Linked DNA regions of Oryctolagus cuniculus: region 2 is linked to region 1. The links are chromatin contacts, called in public Micro-C maps. All regions are on one chromosome and are shown on one strand. Each heading gives the region's core, a stretch centred on a gene start, on an enhancer-like site or on the middle of the called end of the contact. The rest is flanking DNA. Distances are from core to core; before and after follow the strand shown.

Evidence for each region. A called contact is a pair of places that touch in the nucleus more often than the background predicts.
Region 2: a contact with region 1 is called in a Micro-C map of ear pinna, with 7 times the contacts expected there. The contact joins two enhancer-like sites. A contact is called at or near these places in 4 of 6 Hi-C or Micro-C datasets (ear pinna, embryonic fibroblasts, skin fibroblasts and 1 more).

Annotation. Positions count from the first base shown.
Region 1 is chr11:82,252,631-82,259,763 of mOryCun1.1, reverse strand. The region is part of intron 11 of SYT1 (synaptotagmin 1); the gene reads right to left. Among named protein-coding and RNA genes, the nearest start is that of PAWR, 230 kb to the left of the region's middle. Within about 2 kb of position 3,918, at least 4 of the 8 cell types and tissues checked have an H3K27ac peak or open chromatin away from gene starts, as enhancers often do. A contact at or near this core is called in ear pinna, where this site is marked.
Region 2 is chr11:82,352,311-82,359,443 of mOryCun1.1, reverse strand. No RefSeq gene overlaps it. Among named protein-coding and RNA genes, the nearest start is that of PAWR, 130 kb to the left of the region's middle. Within about 2 kb of position 2,788, at least 2 of the 8 cell types and tissues checked have an H3K27ac peak or open chromatin away from gene starts, as enhancers often do. A contact at or near this core is called in ear pinna, where this site is marked.

The sequences.
Region 1 (7,133 bases), core at 2,669-5,168:
TCCGTGTTAATGATAATCAAAGGGATAGTAAAAGTGAGATCAATATTTTTGTCTATCAGATTGGCAAAGACTTAAATTACATAAGTTCATTATTGGTCAAAGTGTACAGCCATATGCTCTGGATGGGAACTAAAATGTTAACAAATTATCTGGGGAGGAATTTGGTATATCAAAGCTATAAGATATGCACACTCTTTGATCATTAAAAACTACCTTCTGAATAAGGTCGCTGAGGATATCAGCAAAGGTTTAGCAGCAGAGAAGTTAACTGCAGTGTGGCCTACAACAGGACATTGGATAAGTAAGTTATGGAATGGCCATATTCTGAAGTTATCTATAACAATTTTAAATCATAATGCAAAGACGGAAGAAGATCTCAGTGTTGTGTTGCGGCTTACAAGGCTAATCCTCCGCCTTGTGGCGCCGGCACACCGGGTTCCAGTCCTGGTCGGGGCGCTGGATTCTGTCCCGGTTGCCCCTCTTCCAGGCCAGCTCTCTGCTGTGGCCAGGGAGTGCAGTGGAGGATGGCCCAAGTACTTGGGCCCTGCACCCCATGGGAGACCAGGAAAAGCACCTGGCTCCTGCCATCAGATCAGCACGGTGTGCCGGCTGCGGTGCGCCGGCCGCGGCAGCCATTGGAGGGTGAACCAACGGCAAAGGAAGACCTTTCTCTCTGTCTCTCTCTCTCACTATCCACTCTGCCTGTCAAAAAAAAAAAAAAAATTACACACTATCTTCCCCCTTTCTTAAAGAATGTGTGCAGATATACACATCCGCAATGACAACAGGTCTTGAAATATGCACCAAAAAGTTAACCTCACTCATTTCTGGGTGGCAAATTTTGTGATTGTTTAAAAAAACTTTGTCTCATTTTCAAATTTTTCAAAAAGTTTTGCTACATAAATGTTAGTGAAACAAAAATGCTACTTTTAATATAAGTAAATAAATGTCATTATACATGGGGGAGCAGAGTCACCGTCTTGAGCCCAGCAATGATAGCAAGTTGAGGAGCCCGTGAACCTGACTATGCTGTAGACTCAAGTCACCCCTCCTCTTAGTTTTAGCATCCTAATTTTGAGCTGGGCAAATTGCCACCCAGAACAAAGACTACATGTCCCAGCTCTCCTTGCTGGGGGTCAAGACTAGATTCTGACCAGTGAGATGTTAGGTGGAATTACTCTGTAGCACTTGAAGAATTTTGAGGTAGGGCTTAGGCTCACCCTTGATTTTCCCTTTTCTTTCTCAAATGGATGTGTTGGCTGGAGGTGCCGCACAGATAGGTCCCTGAAATGAAATCCACAGTCTGAGCAAAGATAGCAGTCCTGGTTCTTTGTGGTTGACTCCGCATCTGCTTTGGATTGCTTCCTTTCACACTATGCTGTGTTCTAGAGCGTCACATTTCTGTTTCATTTACATCTCTGCTATTTTGGGGTCCATTGTTTTCAGACAGTCTGGGCTGAACTAATGTACTAATAGTGTTTGTGGTTGTTGCTAACTAATTAGAACCCTTTAGTGAAGGGCTTCTAAAAATTCTTTGTCCAGAAAAAGGAAATATTTGGAGCATGACAAAAAAAATCATACTTCCACGTTTCTATAATATGTGTTCAGTTCCTTAGATTTCTAGATGATGTCTCACAAGCGATTTTGTTTATGCAGCACCAAATAAACCTACCTAGGTTTGACCTCCAATGCTGACCTAGGCAATTTGGAGGCCACAGCTGCCAAATATATTTCTTAATTACACAAAAGTACATTAAATGGATGTGAATAATGATAAAAAATAATGACATTTTTACACCAGTGCAAGTGTACCTTATTAAGGTACAGAGAGAGGCCTTTAGTAAATACATTTAGGGAAGAGGAGTCCATTATTAAAGCAAAATACTTCATCTGGGAAGCACTGTTAGAGGATTTTTACCAAGTGAGTATTTCTGTGAACTAATTTACGACCTTGAGAGAAAAACTGTATCGAACTCCCAAATAATCTATACACGGAGAGGCAATTAAGGCATTGCTTTAACATTCGTCCATATTGCTACACAACTGTAATTTATACCCTGTGAACAGACACGATCTATAACTGTCTTTTGGGGACATGAAAATGATTCTTTCAGACTTCTTCATTATATGGCTAATTTGCAGGGCAGTGTGATAGGGTGCTTCAGGGATTGAAACTTGGATGCTGAAGATGAAAACTTTGTTTCGTAAGCAGTGCCTCTGTAAAAACACTCAGGCATTTCAAAATGGTTTTTTTTGAGATGGTCGCCAAGAATATGGACAATAAAAGGGCTTAACCTCAGTTCTCCCTACCCCTGTCCCCACTGTAAGACATTATTAGAAGCGTAAGTGGCCAGAAATTTTGAGAGAGCTATCCCCCTTTTTCTGTCTTTCTTTCCTTTTTCTCTTTATCAATGCAAATGTTCCTGTTTTCATCTCTGTAGGATTCTTTCCTCACTGCATTCCACAAGCCCAGAGAAACTCGCTGGAACTCATACAAAACCCTCTCCCGCTACCATATTAGGAATCAAAATGTGTAGCAGAAACCCACTGCCAAGCCGAGATAATCAACAGGGAATGTCTATGCCTTGAAGCCAAATGAGTGCAGAAAAATGATCAAGGCAGCAAAATAAATAATAAAACTGAGGACTGATTCTAGATTATGGCCCTGTTACATATCCCACTCTCTAATAAGGCTATGTGGAAATTTCTGTACCTCTTGGCTGTTCAGGTGTAAGAACCTAGTTTGGTTTAATGTTACTTATGGATAAAATTCACTCCCAGTCACAAGTAGAGCAAAGAGAAGTAATACATGTTTGCCTTATTAACAACATCAAAATGATTTTGGGTGGTAGCATGGCTCATAAATTTTCTGCCATAATGCCCAGCTAATTCTGAAGTATCTTTACATGTATGATTTTTTTCAATTTTGAAGGGTCTGTGAGTGTATAGCAATTATGAGAAAACTTTTTGGCTACTTGTTTTTGCTCCAAGTGAAACTGGTTAAGATTAATCGTATTTGCATTTTTTTATACACAGCCCCAGATCCTTCATGTACTTGGCTAGAAATGAATTTTTAATTAACACATGTGCCAAATTAATAGATGGTTCAAACCATAACACAGTGGTTCTAGAATCGTGGCAAGGGAGTGGATAGGGGTTAGATAGTGAAGGCTGAGCAATTATCTAGTGGATTAAACAGACTGTTGTGGAAGTTACTGCCTGCTTTATTAAGGCTGTAATGATTACACCTGAGAATGTAATGCTGTAATGATGAGGAATTTGACCTTGCAGCCATATTAAGTAAGTTTTAAAGGAGGCAGAGGTAGGAAATGAGGATATCGGAGAGAGAACATTCCATAAATCAAGACAACAGATGACAGGAGCACGAGTGAGTGCATAAATGTAGACTCAGGATGAAGCAAAGAATTTAGAGCGATTACAAAGTAATTTCTGTGCCATAACTCTCTGGAAAATTATAATTATCAGAGAAATAACAGGCCTATGTTCAAACTGTTTCTTGTTGTAGCACTTGAACCAAAAAAAAGGAAAAAAGAAAAAGTTGCCTCGGGAATTTGGAGATGCAGGGACAAATCCAAAGGAATAGTCTAAAACCAACAAAAAGGTCTGTCTTGTATTTTTATAGCATGTTGGAACCTACAAAGTAGTTTTGTCAAGTCTGTGAGGAAGACTTCCTTATCCCTTAATCCACATGAGGGCACGGACTGAGTCACCATGCTAAACAACCTGCCCAAAGCCTGAGTAAGAATGCGCGCTGGATCTCCAACCCTTGCTTTTTCCAAAAAAGCCTGTGTTTGTTTTCTGGAGGGCTCTGCCTCTCCTTTTGCAGTATGACTCAGAAGCAGCTCCTCCCTTTGTCCATTTGTTTGTTTGGCCTTGAACACGTGCAATTTCTGGTTCTGAGACTCACATTCAACCTAAGAGAAATGCCCTTTGCTGGAAGGACTGGGAAAGAGGTGCCCAAATCCTGGGCCGCTACTGCCATCTTCTGTTCAGAGTGGCTCACTCAGGACTGCTTCCCATAACCCTCACCCAGGTCACACTGACTCCAGGGCAGGCAGGACTCTTACCCTGGCATTTGCAATTCCCAGTTCAACCTGTTCTGGAAGCAGCACCTTTGGGTGTTGGTCAGCGTTACAGGCAGTTTGAACAGGATTAAGGGAGTGAAACTCTGTGTAGGAGGCAAGACCTAGAAAAAGGAGTTGATGATGTGGTAGAGAACTGGTCAAAGAAGACGGAGGAGTGGAAGAGAGTTACCTTTACCCTGAGTGTACCGGATGAGGGCCAAACATTTGCACTCTGAAACTAAAGCCTTCTGTGAGTGTACCACAAGGAAGAGAGGTGCAAGGACCATGAAGTCAGATCCTCCTCGGATACCAGGGGAGGCCATCGAAGGCGCTGATTCACCTCAAAATCACAGGCTCTGTGCTGTAGATAATCCTCGCCTGCAAGTTGCGTCAAGACTTTGATGGCAGTGGTCCACAGAGAAGACTGGATCTTCTCAGAGCTTAGCATGTGCGCGTCTGAAAATGCGAGCATTGGCGCCATCCCAATGGTATGGCAAATGAGGGTAACTCTTCCATGACTCAACTTTTTATTTGCTCTCAGTTCTTCCCAACTGATAAAGCTTGGTGAGCAGCTCTAGAGAGCAGCCGGATCTCAGAGCTGGTGGTGGGAAAGTGAGGCAGAGGGGAGGCAGTGCCACCACCTGGTGCTAAGGAGTCATGGCAGGCTGTAGCATCCTCCCTCTGCCACTCCCGTTTGTGGAAAGGACTCTTAATACCGTACATAAGAGGCTACTTTTGCAAAACTATTTTCCCTTCAAGATAGTTCCTGATGCTAAATTTAAAAGTTTGCTTCACTCAACTAAAATTAAGGGGAGAAGGACACAGAGAATGATTAGTCACAAGTAACAAATCATCCTGGGGGATTTCCAGTGATAAACTCAGAGAAGAATGAATCACAGAGAAGTAAAAAATGAATACAAAGTACCTGTTTGTCTGGACTTGTGCTAAGCACTGTCATATGTCATCTTGTTTATAGCCCTATGAAAAAGGAATTGTGATACCCCTTTAGCAGATGAAGAAATTGAGGCTGACACTGTTAAGGAGCTCATCCAGGGTCACACAGATGACTTGTGAAACTGTCAGGGTTTGAGTGAGGGCTTTATGGCTTCCAAAGCAGCGTGGCTGGCCTCAACATTCGACTAATCATGGGGGATATAATACAAGCAGTTGACATTCCGTGAGAACCCTCATGTGCCAGGCACTTTCCAATATTAATTCACTTTCCACAACTCAGAGAGGTAGGGAAAGCTGTGATCAGCATTTAACAGAGGAAAACATAGGGCCTAGGCATTTCCTATAGGTAGTAAGTGGCAGGACTGGGATTCAAATGAAATATATCCCAAGCAGCAAGCAGAGACCAGAGTTAGGGACCCTTAACTGTCATTTAGTGTTTCCAACATTAATTGGTGCATACTTCTGTAAGGTAGAAAGACCATTAAAAAGTAGTATGAGAACAATGATAGCACTGGATCTGGTGCTGGCTTTATCTCCTGGTTCCTTTTAAGCTCTTTTGGCCTAAGTTGAGCCTGAAATTTCTAGTGCTACCGATTTGGGGATGAGATTGGCTTAGCAGCAGAAACTAGGAAAGTTGTAAAAATTGTATGGAATAAGGCAGGAATCCGGGCACATGAGATAACATTGAAAAACTTACATGTAACATATAACTTTATATAGATATGTGTGTGTGTGTGTGTGTGTAACTACATACTGTGTTTCATAGCCAGAGATAGAGCTATGATCGGACTGCACTTTTTTATTCCTATCTTAGTTTGTAGACTTTTCCCCAGGGGCTAAGAGCCTAAAAATGTAACCTTTAAGAGCTCCAAGGCAATCTGTCACCCCAGAGACCTTCTCTGAGCTAGGTATAGCCCTGTCAAGCAGTTGTAGATACAGTGGCCATCATTGTGCAGGGTACTCCGGACTCCTGCTTAGGCAGTATCTAACCACCTGTTCATATTGGTTTGTTTCTTCCATGGAGATCACTGAAAACTGAGCCATCATAAGAGGATCTTTCGCTAGACCTTGATGTCCTAATGCTGGAATCATATTAACGGTACTTCACTTGGTCCTACTGATTCTCTTTCTGCCTCTGTCAGCGTCATGTTAATTGCTCCACACCATTCCTTTCCTATGTCATTTCTGTACTTAAGAGCCAGCCTTGGCAGTCTTGTTTCTGTGTGTCACATTCAGCCTTTTAAATAATAGAAGCCCTGTGAACCTCTAATGAGTAAGACCTAAGGGCAATCTGAGTGAGAATTCTGGGAAACCCTTTGTTTTCTCAGTAAAGGGAAAAGGTTCGGCTGGGGCAGCCATTGCCTTCAACTACACCATGAGGAGACAGCCATGGGAGCAGAAGCCAATACAGCTAGGCTAAAGGAGCTGAAAAGTAGAAAAGCATGGGTTCCTGTGGGCATCGGAGAGCAGGCTAGCCAATGTTTTAATTATGACTTCCCGTTACGGGAAAAAAAAGAATCTCCAAGTTGCTAAGTTACTACTTGTAGGTCGGCTTTCTGTTCCTTGCAGCCTAATGCATTCTTAACTGGAATTTGTACATCTTGCAGTGACACTTTCAGTTACGAGGCCTTGAGTACAGGGCTCTCTGAGTGCTTGTAGTTATGAATTTATTCGCCAAACTGCGGTATAATACCTCAGATGTTTGCTTAATGAATCTATTTTCTTATCCCTATAGATAGGCCCATGTTAGCATCTTACAAAATTGTACTTAAATTGATCAATATTTATATTATGAGCCTTTAGTTAAGAAGGTACTCATTGGGGGTTGGCACTGTGGCTCAGTAGGTTAATCCTTTGCCTGTGGTGCCGGCATCCCGTACGGGCGCGGGTTCGAGTCCCGGCTGCTCCACTTCCAATCCAGCTCTCTGCTTATGGCCTGGGATAGCAGTAGAAGATGGCCCAAGTGCATGGGCCTCTGCATCCTCATGGGAGACCTGGAAGAAGCTCCTGGCTCCTGGCTTTGGATTGGCGCAGCTCTGGCTGTTGCGGCCATTGGGGGAGTGAATCAATGGATGAAAGACCTTTCTCTCTGTC
Region 2 (7,133 bases), core at 1,539-4,038, 100 kb before region 1:
TTACCATTTCATTTGTCCCATTCTCCTCCTCCTGGATGATTTTCTTAAATCAGATATTAAAAGGTAAATGCACTGACTTGGGTGCCTGTGATGTTTAACTTAGAGCAATTGCTCTAATGGGAAACCACAAGTAAGATTAGATTCTAACTAATCAGTGATCTTTTAAGAGTTTATAAAAATATGGACACATGCAGATGCCTTAAATCCTTGATGACACAAAGAGATGTTTGAATAAATAAGATTTGAAAGTGTTATCACTAAAGGTTAAAAGGGAGGATATAAAGTTGCCCATCTGGTATAATCACAAGTAATAATTGGAGTAGAAAGAAGAAATAAACATTTGTCCATATCTCTGGGTGGTGCCGTTGTCTTTCCCCATCTACCTGTCATATTTTCCAGACTTTCCTGGGAATGTTTGTTATTATAATGGAAAAGGTCTCTTATTTTCGTCTATTTAAAAAAACCTGATTTTATCGCAGTTTCCATGGTGCTCTAGTTGCCCTAAAGTTTATTCGCATTGTATTTCTAGGGTGCTTCTGCCACCTTGTGCTTTCTGAAATCCATTGCAATGGTTAAGAAAGAACCATGCTTAACAAGGTTATTTCTTTGATGATAAATTTTACTGCATACTATGGGAGGAGGAGAGAGGCAATATTTTTCAAATACATGGAAGATACAGATGCTGTGTGTGTGTGTGTGTGTGTGTGTGTGTATGCGTGCGCACACGCAACCACTCTCCAAACCTCGTTTACTATGAGGTCAGGTATTAAAATCACCTTTTATCACTCGGAACTGCAATCTGGTAAAGGGGGAGAGTAAAGACCTGGGTTTTAGTGCTGAGGGCAGTCAGCTCCTTACGCAAGGGTTTAACACGGCTGGGTACCTTCCATGCTTCCATTTTGAAAAGGTCTTCCTTTCTGTGCAACAACTTCGGTGAGAGGTGCCCGGAGAGCTCTTTAAACTAAATGGCCTGCTGCGTGTAGACATGACGTGCTTTTCTTATGCTGCATTATCATTCCAGACAGCACTGCACTTAGGCCACGCCTCACACCCTGCATGGCCGGCTGCCTCAGAGGTATGCTGGGCTCCAGAAAGGAGCGCTTTTACCTGGGACGTGGGCCTTCCTGCTTGAGAGACAACAAGCCTGATTTAAAGACTGCTCAGAGCAGTGCTGGGATCTTTCTTTTTAGGAATTAATTTAAATGATTTGGTTTATGAATTGGTGTTTAAGGAACGATGGATGCAAATAACTTAAGTTCCTCAACTGGCAAACATCTGTCTCTAGCATGATAGTGGAATGGGCTTTACTAGCTTTTTTTTTTTTCTTAAGATTTTATTTATTTGAGAGGTAGAATTACAGTGAGAGGGAGAAACAGAGAGAAAGATCTTCCTTTCATTGTTCACTCCCCAAATGGTTGCAATGGCCGGAGCTGCGCCAATCCGAAGCCAGGAGCCAGGAGCTTCTTCCCAGTCTCCTATGCTGGTGCAGGGGCCCAAGCACTCGGGCCATCTTCTACTGCTTTCCTGGGCCTACTGCATCATGGTCCCACCCCCTTTCTTAGCTCTTAAAATGGTGACAGTTGGGGCCAGCACCGTGGCATAGCAGGTTAAGCCTCCATTTCCAGTGCTGGCATCCCATATGGGGCCAGTTTGAGTCCTAGCTGCTCCTCTTCTGATCCAGCTCTCTGCTATGGCCTGGGAAAGCAGTGGGAGACCCAGAAGAAGCTCCTGGCTCCTGGCTTCGACCTGGCCCAGTCCCAGCCATTGTATCCCTTCCTTTCAAATAAATAAATAAATAAACCTTAAAAAGTAAAACAAAATAAGACGGTGACAGCAGCAGGCCCAGTGCATATTTACTCAGCCTTCGATGTCTTCCTTGCATTGAGGAAGTAGGATTGCATCATGGAATCGTCACCACAGAAACCACTCGTATTCAACATCCATTACATAGCAGGCCTGGTGCAAGGCTTTTCTAAGCTATTTATGTAGCTATTGTTTTATTAGCCCTTACATTGTTAGCAAATAAAGCTAACATCATCCTGCAGAGGTAAATCTTCATGCAAAAGCAGATCTGCACATGCCTATGTGAGTCGTCAGTGCAAAGCTGAGTATGCATTGTCCTTCTCACTTGAAGAGAATGAGCTCAGAGACCGAGGCTTACCGCTTAAACTTGGCAATGGTGGGCAGGAATTTGAACTCCAACGTTTCTGACAGCACTTCCTGCTCTGTGCTGTTTAGAGCAGAATGTCTTTTTGTTGCACGTGGTGAGGATCTTGGTAGCCATGGTGGTCTGAAACGGGGGCCGCTGTCTGGAGGGCATGGAATTTACAGTTGGATGTGAGAGCAGGGGTGGGGGCTGCTGGGAAAGATGCTGGCAGCCTCAGCATCAGCACCGCTCCTTGCAAACCGCATCTCGCTTCCTGGAGGAGCCTCGTGCTGTTGTGGTTGGCAAAGCATTACAGGGAGCTTGGAAGCACTTCCCCAGGACCTTCCAGTTTTCCCTATTTGGTCAGTTCTGACTTGTACTTGTGCCGTAACCTCTTCACGAATCATCTCCCAGCCTCCAGTCCTGCCTCACTTCCAATCCATTCTCCACACTGCCTTTAGAACAAGCTTTCTGAAGAACAGACCAGATCTCGTCACTCCCATGCTTTAACTCTTCCAAGAGTTTCGCATTACAAGTAGGACAAAGTCCAAACTCTTTACCATGGGGATGGGGGTGTAAGTGGGGGTACATTTTACTGTTCCCCTAAATGTACCATGGGCTCTCTCCCCTCAGCACTGGGTATGTTTTGCTAACCCTTTGTTTTGTATTGATCCATCTTCCTCCTATTTAAAAGTCACTTTTTGGGGCTTGCATTGTGAATGAATAAGCCGCTGCCTACATTGCTGGCGTCCCAGGAATGTGGGTGCTGGTTTGAGTCCTGAGTGCTCCACTTCTACTGCTTGGGCTCCTGCAGCCTCATGGGAGACCCTGATGGAGCTACCGGCTCATGGCCCGGCTCTGGCTGTTGTGGCCATCTGGGGACTGAACCAGTGGATGGAAGATTTCTCTCTCTCTGTCTCCCTCTCTCTCTTTGTAACTCTGTCTTTCAAATAAATAAAATAAATCTTTTTTTTAAAGTCACTTCTTTCAGGAATCCCTTCTGAACCCCTTCTCTGGTGCCACCCTAAACATGTAGAATAGCATTCGGTTTAATGTAGCATTCATCACATGCATTATAATCACCTTGTTTATTGAAATAGAACTTGTTTACCATAACGCACCCTTTCAGACTAGACAACTGAATGGTTTTTAATACGTCCACAAGCTTGTACAACTGTCACCACTGTAATTTCATGACATTTCCTTCACTCCAAAAGGAATCCACTGACAGCTAGCTACTCCCACTCACCTGTCCCTCACACCCCTCTCAGCAATGATCTACTTTCTGTTTCCACAGGGATCTACCCAGTCTTGGCATAGATGGAATAGTATAATACTGGTCTTCCTGTGGGGCTTCTTTCACTACACGAAATGCTTGCAAAGTTCATCCGTGTTGTATGTAGCATGTGTCAGGACTTCATTCTTTTTATGGTTGAGTAATATTCCATTGTATATTTTTATCGCATTTTGCTTGTCCATTCATCTGTTGACGAACACCAGGCTGATTCCAGGTTTTGGCTTTCATGAATAATGCTTCCACGACTACTTGTGTGCATGTTTTGTATGGACCTATGTTTTCAGTTCTCTTGGGTAAGCACCCAGCAGGTGAATTGCTGGGTCATATGGTAACTATGTTTACCCTTTTGAGAAATTGCCAGAACGTTTTCTACAGCAGCTGCATGATTCCCACCAATAGTGTTCGGGGTTCTAATTGCTTACCATCCTCACCAAGCTCTCTTTCTCTTTCTCTTTGTTTTTTGTTTTTATGGTAACCACCCTAGAGAGTGTAACATTCTAATTGCTTTTTTTTTTTTTTTTTTTTTTTTGCTGGCCTCTATCTTCCATGATTCCAAATTATGTGAAGATAGGCTTATGCCAAAATCTTGTTCGTTATCGTGCCCCAGTGCCTAAGGCCTTGAGTAGGTAGATGCTTACTAAAGCATCTGCAGAATGGGTGAGAGGACCCAAAGTGTTCGTAGCTGCTTTGCTTCTATAAATCCAGGACCCAGGGCTGGAATGAGAAAAGATGTTCTGAGTGCTAGTCCACAGCTCTGCTCACCAGAGTGCCGTAGGACTTTAATAACCACGCTAATTAGATGGTCCCATGGCTTCAGTAGTCTTACCTGCGACATCCCGTGCGTGGAGATCAGCGTGAGTTCCCATGTAACCATCTCAAGATGGGGAAGAAGATACTTGGCTCTGTTGGCATTCCAATCTGTGATTCTGGGGAGTCTTTCTATTCCAAATACATTTTCCAAGGGCATGTGAACATTGTCTAATGAGAAAGCCATTCACTCGGAGTGAGAGTGGGGAAGAAAAAAAAGCAAAACAAAAGTCCCTTTACCAAAAACAGACGGGCCCCATCAATTATGCATTCAGAATAATACCGCTTGGAGCCAAGTTGTCATGTACTGAAACAACTCTGTTCAACCGAGTTACAACCGGGATCTCATCGACGGTTTACCCCTTCCTAGCCATTGGTTTTTATCTGTCCCACTGTAGCAAATCTCAGATTTGTAAAGACAAGGGGCTTATTCCCTGATTTCCCAGGGCATGGTCCTAGAAACAAAATGCCTGTAAAAGAAGAGGCCATGGTGCCTTCCCAGTGACTTTCCTGGGGTTATGATTGGCAAGTGTGGGCCAGAGGTGCCGTCTGCAAAACTCTTGAATGCATCTCCACCCTTTGTCAACATTCCTTCTGGTCAGGTTTTGCTGGGTCAGGAGTAATCTTCCATAGCATTTTTTCCTATTCACTGTGCACCCTCCCACAGCACACTTCCATCCTGGCTTTGTTTTTCTGTATTTTTCTTTCCTTGCCGCTTTGAAACGCAGTGTGAGGTCAACCCTGATAGTCTTCTGTTGAATCTTTAGACCTAGGGACAAGTTTTCTGCTCTGTCTTGCCCTAATCAGTGTAGATTTGCTGAGTTACAATCCCCTAATTACAATCCTGACTAATCCCAGCGAACTTTCCCTCTTACATTTTCTCTCTCAGAAACATAGTATGTGCTCATGACCCTGGGAGAGGAAGAGAGAGGAGGGCAAAAGAGAAGAGACTTGTGGGAAAGTTCTAGGTAAATAGTACTGACCTTGTGTAAAGAGTGTTAATGTTATTATATAGAAGTGAAAACACAGAAGATAGAAGAAATAACATAGCAATCATTGTCCAAATATGGCCCGTTTGAACCCTGGACTGTGTTTTGGCACTGCAGAAAAATTTCAAAAATCTTTCTGCCTGAAGATTTTCCCCTTCATTTATCTTTCCTGCTAAGCTGATACGTTTGACATCAGCAAATAGCCGTTGTTGTTTGGAGTATGGGAGGCATCAGGGCTGCAGGCAGCTATGCACCTGTCTGTGAAGAGCCTGTTTTCTCCTTTTCCTAATTTCTTTCCTATTTCTTGATTTACAGTTCCACCTGGGTCTTTCCTCCCACTGCTCAGCCTGCGTGGCTTCTTGAAACACTAATCTCAAGAGAGATCAGAAGCGAAGCCCCGCCCCCACCCCCTCGTGCAGGGAGTGCCAAGTGTATGCCCTGGAGCACTGGTTGAGCTCACAGGCAGGGAACTCTGCCTCAACGGAGCCCAGGGCTTCTAGCAACTTTGTTTACTGGGTCCTCCAACCAGGACCACATTTACCCACCCGGTTCACATTCCCAGCGTCTCGGGCAGAGAGAAGCATGTGGCTCTTCCTGCCCAGGTTTGCCTGCCTGATCAATCCACTGACAGCTTTTGCCCAGTTGCACAATCCTGCTTTTGAACGAACCACATCCTTGTAAATTGTGCGTGGAAACCAAACAGAATCTTGTACACAGTCGGCTGTGCCGGATTATGTAACGTTTCGTTCCCATAGAAGGTTCTTTTTGCTCTTAGGGATGGCATTCAGAGAAATTCCAAAACTTGGACTGAGATTTACAAGGACTGAGACACAAACCTCGGCTCTGGGCTGTGAAGGGGGCTGCCAGGAGATTAAGATTGTTCAAGGTACACCAAAACCTTGGCCTGCACAATCCCTGCTGCGCCCTGCTGCCCGGTGCAGCTGCGTGTCTCCGCCCCAAGGCTATTTGTTTACAAGTAGAATTGAAGGAAAATCCTGAAACATCCTGTCACAGGATGTGTGATGGGCCCTAGGAAATGAGCAGTTTGTGATTAGTGCAGACACTGCCCTCTAGTGGTGTAGCTGTGGCTAAAAAGGAACAAACTGGAGGTGCGCCCCACTTCTCCATTTTACCCAAATAGACTCCCAGATTGTGTACAAGAAAGACGAAGGGAGAAGGAGGGAAGGGACGGGAGAAGGAAGGAGGGAGAAAGGGGACTCCTGCTGGGGTAGCTCGTCTTAGGAACTCTAACGCTACTGTTTTTGCATTGGGTTTGTGAGATTCAGGGAACGCTTCAGTGAAAACCTGTTTTTCCCCTAGGCTTTCTAGCAAGAGATTCTAGCCCGAAGTGTTTACTCCAGATGTGTACTAGGACCCTGGGTTTCTTTCCAGCCTCCTTGACTCTGCCCAGGCCTCAGGTGCTCCGTCATCACCACTGTTTTGAGTGGCAGAACCATGGAGACCAGGCTCCTGTCTCCCGCCCTCCACCTGTCTTTGTGTTCCCTTTCGGCCTTTCTGGTTTGTTGCCCTTTGCACTACACTTCCCGCTGGCTTCAGGCAGAGGAGCCTGGGGCCGGGTTCCTCAGGTGCCTGTGGGCAGGAATGTTAGAGAGCCGCCTCAGCCCTCTGGGAACGAAAGGAATGCAGAGAATTTCAGGCACCGCTTTGCAGGCCCACTGGAGAGAGAGTTGTGGCCCAGAGGTTGGGGGTGGGGAGGTGCTTAGGTCATGAGAGTTTCTAAGGCTGTGGAACTGGCCTGCAGCCTGCATGTCTCCTCTTGGAGAGCTCCCAGCCGGCCAACCTGGGAGCAGAGGCCTCTGGGAAATGTGGTTTCTGTAGCAAACTATAGATAGGCAGAATAAATGTGGCTCCAAGTCTTGAGACGGAAGTTCTT